2 separate regions of the Sus scrofa genome follow, and region 2 is linked to region 1. Evidence: chromatin contacts called from public promoter capture Hi-C data. All regions are on one chromosome and are shown on one strand. The core of a region is the stretch at or near the end of the contact, and the rest is flanking DNA. Distances in the headings are between cores, read along the strand shown. Region 1 holds the start of TMEM59 (transmembrane protein 59). Region 2 holds the start of NDC1 (nucleoporin NDC1).

What was found. Promoter capture Hi-C pulls out the DNA fragments that hold promoters and counts their contacts.
Region 2: a contact with region 1 is called in a promoter capture Hi-C map of liver, with 4 times the contacts expected there. The contact joins the promoter of NDC1 here to the promoter of TMEM59 in region 1. A contact is called at or near these places in 1 of 5 promoter capture datasets (liver) and 1 of 47 Hi-C or Micro-C datasets (heart right ventricle).

Annotation. Positions count from the first base shown.
Region 1 is chr6:158,258,515-158,264,197 of Sscrofa11.1, reverse strand. TMEM59 (transmembrane protein 59) reads right to left here and starts at 2,205. Exons shown (of 8, transcript NM_001044558.1): 1 at 1,898-2,205. The coding sequence starts at 2,086. TCEANC2 (transcription elongation factor A N-terminal and central domain-containing protein 2) reads left to right here and starts at 2,366. Exons shown (of 5, transcript XM_005665408.3): 1 at 2,366-2,622; 2 at 3,273-3,415. The coding sequence starts at 3,314.
Region 2 is chr6:158,455,046-158,460,728 of Sscrofa11.1, reverse strand. NDC1 (nucleoporin NDC1) reads right to left here and starts at 2,132. Exons shown (of 18, transcript XM_003356460.4): 1 at 1,797-2,132; 2 at 617-737. The coding sequence starts at 1,946.

The sequences.
Region 1 (5,683 bases), core at 956-3,455:
ATTTCTTACAATACCGCTGTTTTCTTCAAGTGCAAACCACAATAATTTGAAGGAGAACCAACAGAAATCAGTAAAATAAATAAATTAAATATTTTTAACACTACAACTTTATTAATAGAAGGCAGCACATTGTAGCCAGCTTTAGGCCTAAATTCCTACTACTCCAGTACTTTTAGGCTCTGTGACCTTGGGCAATTCACTTAACCTTTCAGAGCCTTGATTTCCTCAACTGTAAAACTCAACTTCACAGGATGAGAATTAGGGATAATGAAAGTAAATCTCCCATCATTCCTGGCTAACAGAGAACAGACAGTTAATACATTTTAAGTCCAGGACATACAGGGAGTCAGATGATTTAGAGTTTCTGGGGAGAACAGCTTTCCTGAATAAGTAAAAAAACAACTTATTGATATCACATCAATTTTTACAAAGTACTGGATGCTATAAAAGTACTTAACAGTTCCAGAAATGAACTGTTAATTATTTTCCTAGCACGTGTATTCAAATTACCACAAATCTGCTAGGAATATCTCAAAAAAGGAAAAAAAAAAATCAACCCAAACATCCAATAGCTAGAAAGATACACCTCATACAATCCTCTTAATTATGAGAGGTTTAAAGAAGAGAAGAAAATGATGTTTTCCGGAGCAGTACACACTGAATTAAGCCTGGAAGTCAAAATTGCTCATTTCTCTCTTGACTGCTATATTTGCCTCTGATGGAAAATTTGATAATCCCCTCTCCCACAATTTTTCTTGAAAACTGGTAATCCTAGCAATGTAAAAAAGCAGTAAACAGACATATGGGTAGTGAGAGCATTTACACTTTTCATTTCAAAAGCCTGAAAGTGCATGCAAACATTTTAAACCTGTCCCCCGTAGTCGCTTTGTAGTTTGAGAGAGCAAAGAGGGCTAGCATACAACATAGGGAAGCTGAAGGAAGAACAAGGGCAAAAAGACCAGCAAAAGCTCTTACGAAGAAAGGCCGTGGGGGGAGGGGCATGAAGCCAAATTATATATTCGGAAGGGTGGAGGAAGTCACTAAGGCAATTTAGAATGTTGAGCCAACAGTTTTTTAAGAAGCTGCAAAAACAACTTGAAAAGGGGAATTGAATTAAGGACAGAACCCGTGGGCAAAGGGTGAGGGAGAGGAGGAGATAGGGTCATTCTCTCTATAAGCTGAGATCCCCTGCGAGGGGCACTCTCATTTCGTTCCCACTCCACGAATTCCCTCTGCCTTCTGCTGCACTGCACGTTAAGTTCTCTGAAAGCAGAAACCTAACTGCTTTTTCTCTAAACCACCCCAGCCCCCCCGGGGGGGGGAGGCGTCTTGCACAGTTATTCAACACAGACGGAAGGCCCTTCCAGTGCAGTCTCCCAACTCTTTCTTAATACATTTCATTCTATGGTGGAAATGCCTACTTGTTTGACTCCGGGAACAGAGAGCACGCTCCCAGCCCTAAGACGCGCTCAGGGAACAGGCATTGAGAACAAACCTTTGGTGGACTGCTGTGGCTGCTCCTAGCCCTCTCCTTCCCACCGCTCCCCTCCCCCCCACCATCCCCGACTCCCCTGGAAGGTGAGGAGCTCGCATTAATCCTCCAGATCCTCCTCTCCCTCCGAGCGTACGTCTCCCCTGCCGCCCCGCAAGCCCCCAGAAGAAAGGGGTCCTGTCTTGCTTATTTTTGTGTCCCCGAGCCTATTATAAGGTAGGTGCGGCACAAACTTCCGGTAATCACAGCAGGATCGGATTGCGGGTAGGATTAGGGAAGAAAACAAGAACCACACGGATGAGAGACAGCGGCTGAAGGATGGACTGAAGAGCCAAACTCTCAGAACCGACAGCGGACAGATGAGCGGCCAGGGAGGGTTGTTAGCCCGGTTCGGACGGGCCCTACCTTGGGGTAGGTGTGCAAGGGGTAGGTCAACTGACAGGCCCGGTGACAAGATGCCGTATCACCCAAGACCGAGTCAAACGCTTCAGCGGAAGCAGTCCCTGGGCCTCCGGCCAGGGCCATGGTCAGCAACAGCAGCGGCAGGAGCCCCAGTTGGGCCCGGACCCAGAGGCTCCCTTTCGGCGCCGCCATTTTGTTTGCCTCTGTCACAGCAGCTCAGCTTGTTGCTGTTTTCTTTTCAAGGTTTCCTCCTCCTTCCAGGACCAGCCCCTTCCCCGCCCAACGGGCTGCTGCTTCCGCCTCCGCGGTCTACTCAGCCCCGCCCAGACCCGCCCGAATCTGCTGCCTTCCGCCGCACCTCTAGGTCTATAAACTTCTAGGTTGGCCAGAGGCGGTGCACCCAACTCTCGCGAGTGCTAGAGCGAAGCGCTCCTTCCCTCCGCGGGGCACGCTGGGGCATGTAGTTCTTCGCAAGCGGGAGACGCACGGTGGGTCGAGAAAGTTGGTCTAGGAGAACTACAGCCGTCTTAGAAACGCCCGAACTCGCCCCTTCGCGGTGCACTCTGGGGAGTGTGATTTGGTTTAGCCGCTCCCTCCCGCGTTCCGCCTTGGAGCTCCGCTGGCGGGTGCAGGCTTTTCCGAAAAAAAGGAAAAAACAAAACAAAACAAAACAAAAAACCACGGCGGTGGGAGGAAGCGTCGGCTTAGCTCTCACCCCCACAGTCCAGGTTTGGGCCCTCAGAGGGTGGGTTCTGGAGGGGTCCGGCTGCTTGCAGGGCTGCTTTTCCTGGTGGGTCTCACAGGACATCGTTGTTAAGCTTCCCCTCTGGGCTCCTGCGTGCTGAGAGCAGAGGAAGATGGTGTTTCCCTTTCCTCTAGGGTCCCGAGCACGACAGTCTTGTTTAGGGTCCTTTGACCACCCAGCAGGTCCTGGAGATGACTGGTTTTTGTGAGGACCGGCTGGTTACTAGGGAAACTCTTTGGATTGTGACTTTGGTGGGGTGGTTATTAAGAGAGCTTCATTGAACCCAGGGGAACTCTAACCTGCCACAACCCAACCTAAGATGGAATAGGCTTTTCAAGTCACCAGGCTCCAACCCTGGTCCATTGTTGGAAGGCCCCGTGCAGCGTGCACTTCTGAAAGCTGGACATCTCCTAATTCAGGAAGTAAGACCGGTCGTTGTATACGGATTCAGTTTTTAGGAAGATGTTTCTTTTACATCTTCTTAAAAGAGGAAATCTTCCTGTAAATTCCAGTCAAGGGTCCTCTTAATTCAGGAATGCTTTCAGAGTTATAGAACCCAATTGGGTCACTTTAGGGAACTCACATCACAGAAGTTTTGATGAGGTTTTAGAATCTGCCCTCTTTCTTGAGCAGTACACGGTGCAAGCACGTGAAGGTAGTTGGAGTTCCTAGCAATGGATAAATTTGTCATTCGAACGCCCAGAATCCAGAGTAGTCCTCAGAAGAAAGATCCTGGAGGAAAGATTTACAAGCAGGCCACCATTGAATCTCTGAAGGTGAGAGGGGCTCTGGGAGTGGAGAAAATGTGCCAAGGACTATAATAGCAAGAAGGTCTGGAGGAATTCTACTATGGAAGATCTATGAATTATTTTTGCTATACGTCCCCCCAAATTGTTCCTGACCACTCCTAATTTGTTTCCCTCATAGTCTGTTTATCAATTCCTGCACTCCCTTACGCCTTTCTAATTACTTTGGCTTTGTGGTGTGTTTTTCCAGCTCGTAAGATAAGCCCCCAAAGTTACTCTTTTTTTTGCAGAATTTTCTTGTCTGTTAAATGGAATATTCATGTACCAGGTATGAGTCTGTGTAACCCTGTGCAAACTCAGTAAGACTGAGTGATAGTACAGTTCCCTCGTATCTTGTTGGACAGAGCAGTGTCACATGGCCTTCACAACTATAGTTCAGACTAGAAAAGAGACTGTTTAAATGGACTCTTTGCAACCTCAAACTGATTTCTGTTAGCAAGGAGGAAGTAAGGTATAAATACAGGATAGACAACCAAGAAGGAATCAATGACTCTAAAGTACCCAATTAATGGTCATTATTACTTCATTAAAAACAAAAAACTGGACTTCCCTGCTGGCCTACCTATTAAGGACTCAGTGTAGTCACTGCTGTGGCTGGGGTTTGATTCCTGGCCTGGGAATTTCCACATGCCGCAGGTGCAGCCAAAAACAAACAAAAACCCCTCACCAAACCAAAAAGTTCTTTTTTAAAAATCAAAGTTTAGTTGATGTGCAGTGCTGGGCCAATTTCTTTGTATGGCAGTGACCCAGACATACATATATATACATTCTTTTTCGCATGTTATCTTCTATCATGCTCTGTCACCAAAGGTTGGATATAGTTCCCTGTGCTATACAATAGGACCTCATTGCTTATCCATTCTAAATGTAGTAGTTTGCATCTACTAACCCAGTGGGCCAATTTCTTTGTATGGCAGTGACCCAGACATACATATATATACATTCTTTTTCGCATGTTATCTTCTATCATGCTCTGTCACCAAAGGTTGGATATAGTTCCCTGTACTATACAATAGGACCTCATTGCTTATCCATTCTAAATGTAATAGTTTGCATCTACTAACCCAAATTCCCAGTTCATCATCCCACTACCTCCCCCTTCTCTTGGCAACCACAGGTCTGTTCTCCATGTCTGTGAGTCTGTTTCTGTTTTGTAGATAGGTTCATTTGTGCCATATTTTGGATTCCACATATAAGTGGTATCATATGGTATTTGTCTCTTTCTGACTTACTTAGTATGAGAATTTCTTGTTGCATCCATGTTACTGCAGTGGCATTATTTTGTTCCTTTTTATGGCTGAGTAGTATTCCATTGTGTATACATACATCCTAATCCATTCATCTGTCGATGGACACTTAGGTTGTTTCCAGGTCTTGGCTTTTGTGAATAGTGCTGCTATGAACGTGCAGGTGCAAATATCTTTTTGAATTGTGGTTTTGTGTATCTCCTGATAGATGCCCAGGAGTGGAATTGCTGGATTATATGGTAGTTCTGTATTAGTTTTCTGAGGAACCTCCATACTGTTTTCCATAGTGGTTGTACTAATGTACATTCCCATCAACAGTGTAGGAGGGTTCCCTTTTCTCCACACCCTCTCCAGCATTTTTTATTTGTAGATGTATTAATGATAGCCATTCTGACTGGTGTGAGGTGGTACCTTATTGCAATTTTGATTTGCATTTCTCTAATAATTAGTGATGTTGAGTATTTTCAAAAACTGCTTGTAATTAGTTCCCTTGGTCTTTTGAACCTCTCCTACATTACTGAATTTTTCTTTTCGGTTCCCTTTTTTTGGTTCCTCTTTTCTCCACTAGACTCTGCTCCCCAGATTTTTGTTACATTTACTTTTTTTTTTTCTTTTATGGGGCCGCACCTGGGGCATATGGAGGTTCCCAGGCTAAGGGTCAAATAGGAGCTACAGCTGCCAGCCTACACGACAGCCATAGCAACGTGGGATCCGAGCCGAGTCTGTGACCACAGCTCATGGCAACGCCAGATGCTCAAACCCACAACCTCATGGTTACTAGTCGGATTCATTTCTGCTGTGCCACAACAGGAACTCCTACATTTACATTTATATATTTGGCCAGGGCAATCGTATTTATCTTAAGGCTTGTTATGCTGATGACGCCAGACTTGCACCTCTAGCCTACGTCTCTGAAGGTGAGAGTGGAATCCGGGGCTAGAGAAAATGTGCAAAGGACTGTGATCATAAGGTGGCCCTCTGAGCGCTTGAC
Region 2 (5,683 bases), core at 883-3,382, 200 kb before region 1:
ATAGCTAAAAGGAACATTTCTTTTCCTTAAAATACAATCTCAATAAAGCTGCCAAACAGAAAAGACAAACAAAATTAAATTTGCATTTACGTGATCTTGAAATGAGCTTTCTGGTTGTGTGATAATACAGTCTCTGATGGGTTTACTAACCTTACTGTATAGTGAAAAGGTATATATTAGGAAAGGAATGCCTCAAGATTACCTCAAAATGAATGATTTGCCATTGTCAATACAGTAATTAAAATAAATTATTTAAAACATAATGCAATTTTTTTCAGAGTTCCCATCGTGGCTCAGTGGTTAATGAATCCAATTAGGAACCATGAGGTTACGGGTTCGATCCCTGGCCTTGCTCAGTGGGTTAAGGATCCGGCATTGCCGTGAGTTGTGGTGTAGGTCGCAGACGCTGCTCAGATCCAGCGTTGCTGTGGCTCTGGTATAGGCTGGCAGCTACAGCTCCGATTAGACCCCTAGCCTGGGAACCTCCATATGCTGCGGGAGCAGCCCTAGAAAAGGCAAAGAGACAAAAAACAAACAAACAATAAAACATAATGCGATTTTTATGTTGAGAAGTGGGTCCAATAAAATTGTTTTCCCCAAACTGAATATCACTTACCAGACAGCCACTGTATAGGATGAAATAAATCAATGCTGCTGACGAGTACATATACTGTGGTACAGATGGGCAGAAGCAGCACTGACCAGACAATACTTGTAACTATCCTCCAGCCCAAAACCTATAGTTAAACAAAAAAGCCCCTCAATCATGAAGTCACTTAAACTACTTCAGCTATGCAAATCCTATGTTTTCATACAAGATGCTAACCACTAGTATTTATACCCAGGTGACAGTCCCTGCAGCTATATATAAGCCCCACTGGTTACTACTATGAATAACATTACGTACCACTGCAAAATCTTGTAATATCAGTGAGTTGGTGCATTCATTAGTCAGAGTCAGGTGTCACACTAAATATCACACTTGGGGGGTAAGGGAGATCTTATTTAGTTTTACAAGTGTATTTTACAGCAACTTATACTTGTCTCTCTAGGTTTAATTGATATATAAATAAATAAATATCTGAAAGTGTATACATTTCATGGGAACCACCTATATATTATAATTTTGTTTACAATGATTAGATATGCTCTCCTTATTGGACACCTACTGCATTGTTTTCACATCTTAATCACCAGTGCCTATCATATCACTCTTTGCCCTCCCCAGAACGGATGCAGAACTGTCGACTGAATTTCAACCAGAAGTACCTCCTCATCTCAGGCCCACAGTGCACGCATTCCCCTAACTTGATAAAATACCCGTCTTCCTTAACTACCTAATCCCCAAGTCCAGCCTCTGTAAATGCATGCCACAGACTTTCCGATTATGGGCATTCTTTCCCTGCTTCTTAACCCAAGTAATCAACAAGTTACTGATTTGCACCTAGTTAAGTACACCACCCTTGCATACAACTCTTCCCCATTCCCTGCGCCAATTCCCATACTTCCCACTTTACAAGGCATAACAAGTCTGCTCTGAAGACGTCCCGCACGCACACTCTGTAATCAGCTTTCCCTAGCACGCCCCTCCCCCTGTAACCAGCTTCCACCCAACACACCTCCGGACAAGCCAGAAATCAGTCGCTCAGCTCTCCCCTTCCCCACGCGATGCCCACGCTGATACTCTAGGCGGCCCCTCCCTCGCCCAGCGCGCACGGGCTACTAGCGCTCGCCTGCCCAACCCAGCCCGAGCCCCGCAGCAGCAGAGCGACTGCCACCGTGCGCGCAGCACTCACGCGCCAAAGGATGTCCCGCGACCCGCCGGCGCAGGGCCGACTCGCAGCCGTGGCCATGGTGATGGCGGCCCCTACCCTGAGGAGTACAGAATACAGTGAGCCCGCCCGCCACCGCAGTTCAAAGGCCTGAAGGCCCCCAGAGGACCCCATTGGGGCTGCCTCAAACACTGCCTGAGAAAAGCCCGCCTCAGGCCCCAACCCATCCTTTCGAAGGTTCGTCTTTACAGGCTCAGTGGGCCAGAAATGCCCCGGAGGCAAATCCCCCAAAGGGAGCTGGGACTCCCTGGTCTGTCCTCGGAAACCCAAAAGGTCTCTCCGAGGCAGGGACCAGCGAGGCGCTAGAAATTGGGGGCGGCGCTGCATGCTGGGAACTGTAGTCTCGACGCCTCTCTCTTCCCCCTCCCCCCAGCAGGGAGGAGCGTTGCATTCTGGGACTCAGAGTTCCAAAGTAGGGCATGCTGGGAGTCGAAGTCTTCCAGTAGGTACCTTGTGGCCTGCTGGGAATCGTAGTCTTACATAAAGACGCACCTAGGCACAGTGTTGATTGATTAGAATTCTGCAATTAGAAAGACCTGGCAAAAGGATTTGCCTTCATTTCTACCTGTCTTACTTTATCGACCACCTGAAAGTGAAATCAAAGGATCTCGTGGCCACCTCCACAAAGACACTCAGTTTTACTGAAATGAAAATCTCCCTTTCGGGAAAAGATCTGGTTTCTAGTTCTAGCTCTGCCACTTGCCAGTTGGAGTATCTTGACCCACCTTGAGCCTCCTTTCTTCATCTATAAGGGTAAAAGTGGCATCTGATGATGTGAAGATGTAATAAAATGCTATACAAATATTGATTGTCATTCATTTCCTGCCAGTGAGGAAAAGGGTTTTTCACCAAGCTAAGTCCCAGTTAATGAATCCTCTGATTTCATCAGGCCTCAGTGAGAGTCCTCAGAGACCTACCACTAACACCTTCTAACAACTGGTTGTTACATACCACAGTTAACATTCAGTACTCTAGCAAGACAGATTCAGTGTTTTACTGACTTTGAAGAAATTGAGTCTAGTCGGAGAACTTGAGATCACATGTACAGCTCTGCAATGTCTGCTAAAAATGGTTTCCTGGGTTGCTTTAAGGTTATAACATATTCATTTCCAAAAACAAGTCAATATCAATCAAGTCTGAAGTACTGCAGGATAAACTGGGAATACAAAGGTTAAATCAGGAGTTCCTGCTGTGGAGCAGTGGGTTAATGATCCAGCTTGGCTCTGTGGAGGCGCTGGTTTAATCCCCAGTCCGGTGCAATGGGTTAAGCATCTGGCATTGCTGCAGCTGTGGCGTAGGTTGCAGCTCCAGCTCCAATGGATACCAGCTTCATGAGGGCAGAGACTTTGTCTATCTTGTTAATCACTGTTTCCAAAATACCCATAACTTAGTAGGTAATCAATAAATGTTTTGTTAAATGAATAAAAGAATGAATGAGGGAATGGAAGCAAGTAACTGCATTAGATAGTGTCTGATTCAGGACAACAGATTTTGTTATTTAAATCAAAGAGATTTCATTCACAGTATTGATAACAAAAGTACTGGAAGGGCTATAAGAGCACAGAGGAAGAACAAAAGGAAGTAGAACAGGAAGAGTAGCAAACAGAATAAATTATTACCCAAACATCAGAAAGATGCTACCACCTCAGCCTTAGAGCTCATCAGCCCATAGGCTTTGCTGAGTTGCCGAGGATAGTGGCTGCTGCTTTTAAAACCACACCAGGGCTGTTGCGCAGGAACTAAGGAGCTAGTACCCTATAACTGTTGAAACAACCACAACTGCCCACAACCACCTGCAGCTGCTCTCCAAGCCTTGGTTTCTTCATCAATAATAAGAAGATGTTGCAAGATGCTGTATTAAATGAGATTTTGTTTGTAAATTGTCTGCCGCACAGTAGACTTTCAATAGTAAATAACATTAGTTAAAAGATTACAGGCTTTGAAGTTAGATAAACATGGGTGCGAATACCTGCTCTGCTACTTAGTTGTTTTTAGATCCTGGGAAAGTCACTTTATCCTTCTTAACTTATGTAAAAAGAAGATTAAAAAGTATCCCTATAGTCAATGAAAGCAGGCCAAAAAGACACATACACTAAACAGATGAAACTGTAATCTAATCCCCCAAAATGGAATAAAATTAATTAAGAAAATGATACAAAATATGAAAGAATGATATTAATTAGTACTAGAAAAACTCAGGATTAGAATATACCACACCAGGTAGAAATAGAAATAAAGGAAAAACTACTATAGAAATGAAGGCTGAGTAGAAGGAACTCAACAGCAAAGAAACACAAGTTTAACATCATAACAAAGGACAGACATTTTTTCAATCAAAAATAAAGAAACAAAAAGGATTTTTTAAAAGCAATAAGTAGAGTAGATAGGCAAAGAAGATCTAACATATGAATAATGGGAGCATCTGAAGAATCTGGACTCTCATTTTTAAACACCCCTCTCTCCCAACAAGGTACAGGGATATGGGAATTATTTTTGTTCTCAAATTGTCCTAATATTTTTAAATGAGCCACGGTTTTCTTAAAGTTTTCATTTTGAAAACTTCACATTGTATACTCCTGAGCATCTCACAGCCGGATAAATGTTAGGAGATGGTGGTGGCCAATAACTCTTCTTTCTCTCCATCCGTAAACTCTTTAGTGTCAAACTCAATCCTTTGAAGAGAGAAGGCTGCTGACTCTTGATAAAATGTGGTTAGCTGTTTCCAAAGGCAAAATAAAAGACATTTATTTTAAAAGACAGCTCTTTGGACATCCAAAGTCTCTTGTGCAACAGTATTTTGATTAGTCAAGCAAAAAATAAATTCAAAACACATGGATAATATTTCCTAAGGGGGCATGAAAAACACATAGTCCCCAGGATAAACACAAGTCTTTTTTTTTTTTTTTTTAACCGAACTCAAGACCTGGGGAAGAATGTGAAAGTTTCAGCAAATTGAAAATGAGGCTCAGGCCCCTCCTCCTTCCTTTGATGCCCCCTCTCAGGAGCCAAGCTGCACCTCTACATGGCTGTTTGGTGCATCAGATTACAAAGGAACCGCAATGAGGAGAGAGAGAGAGATCCTTGAGGGAAAATCCACGCAGGACAAACAGAGTATGTAACCAGGCTTCAGGAATGGCTTTTTCTTCCTTTTACACTGGCTGGGGTTGTTTGCAAAATCTGATTTACCTTCTGCCAAGGACACAGAGACCGTAAAATGAAATCTATGGGAAAGTGAGGCTCCTTGGTGTCTCATCTCGACTTCAAGGCAAAATCAAAGGCAGGATGAGTTCCTGGCAAGCAGTGGGTTAAAGGCTTTAGAATCAGACAGATGTAGAATTGAATCCTCACTCCTCAACCTCTTAGTGCGCAAGTTTCCTCAACTGTAAAAAACAGGGATAACAATGTCCACTCTTCCATCTGCCCATCTAAATGGAGCTCCATTACCCACCTTCAGATAATGTGATGGTCATTAAGATTGTTCACCAAGCACGTTGGCTCTCCTGCTTTCTAGGCACACAAGAGGATGGCACTTTACGGCCTTCTTTGAAATTAGGTAAGGTCACGTGACAGTTCTGGACAATGAATTGTGAGCAGAGGTGACACGTGTCACCTACAGGTAGAAGATTTAATTGCCATTGTGAGACCATCCAGGGCTCTCTTTTCCTCTGGCACAGTGACCGACGACATATGACACAGCACTCCCTCCATCAGCCCAAGGGGCTGAGTGACTACGGTGAACAGTTTCCCTGACAATCTGTAATGAACTTGTAACATGAGCAAGAAATAAAACTGTCATGGGAGTTCCTGTTGTGGCTCAGTGGTTAACGAATCCGACTAGGAACCATGTGGTT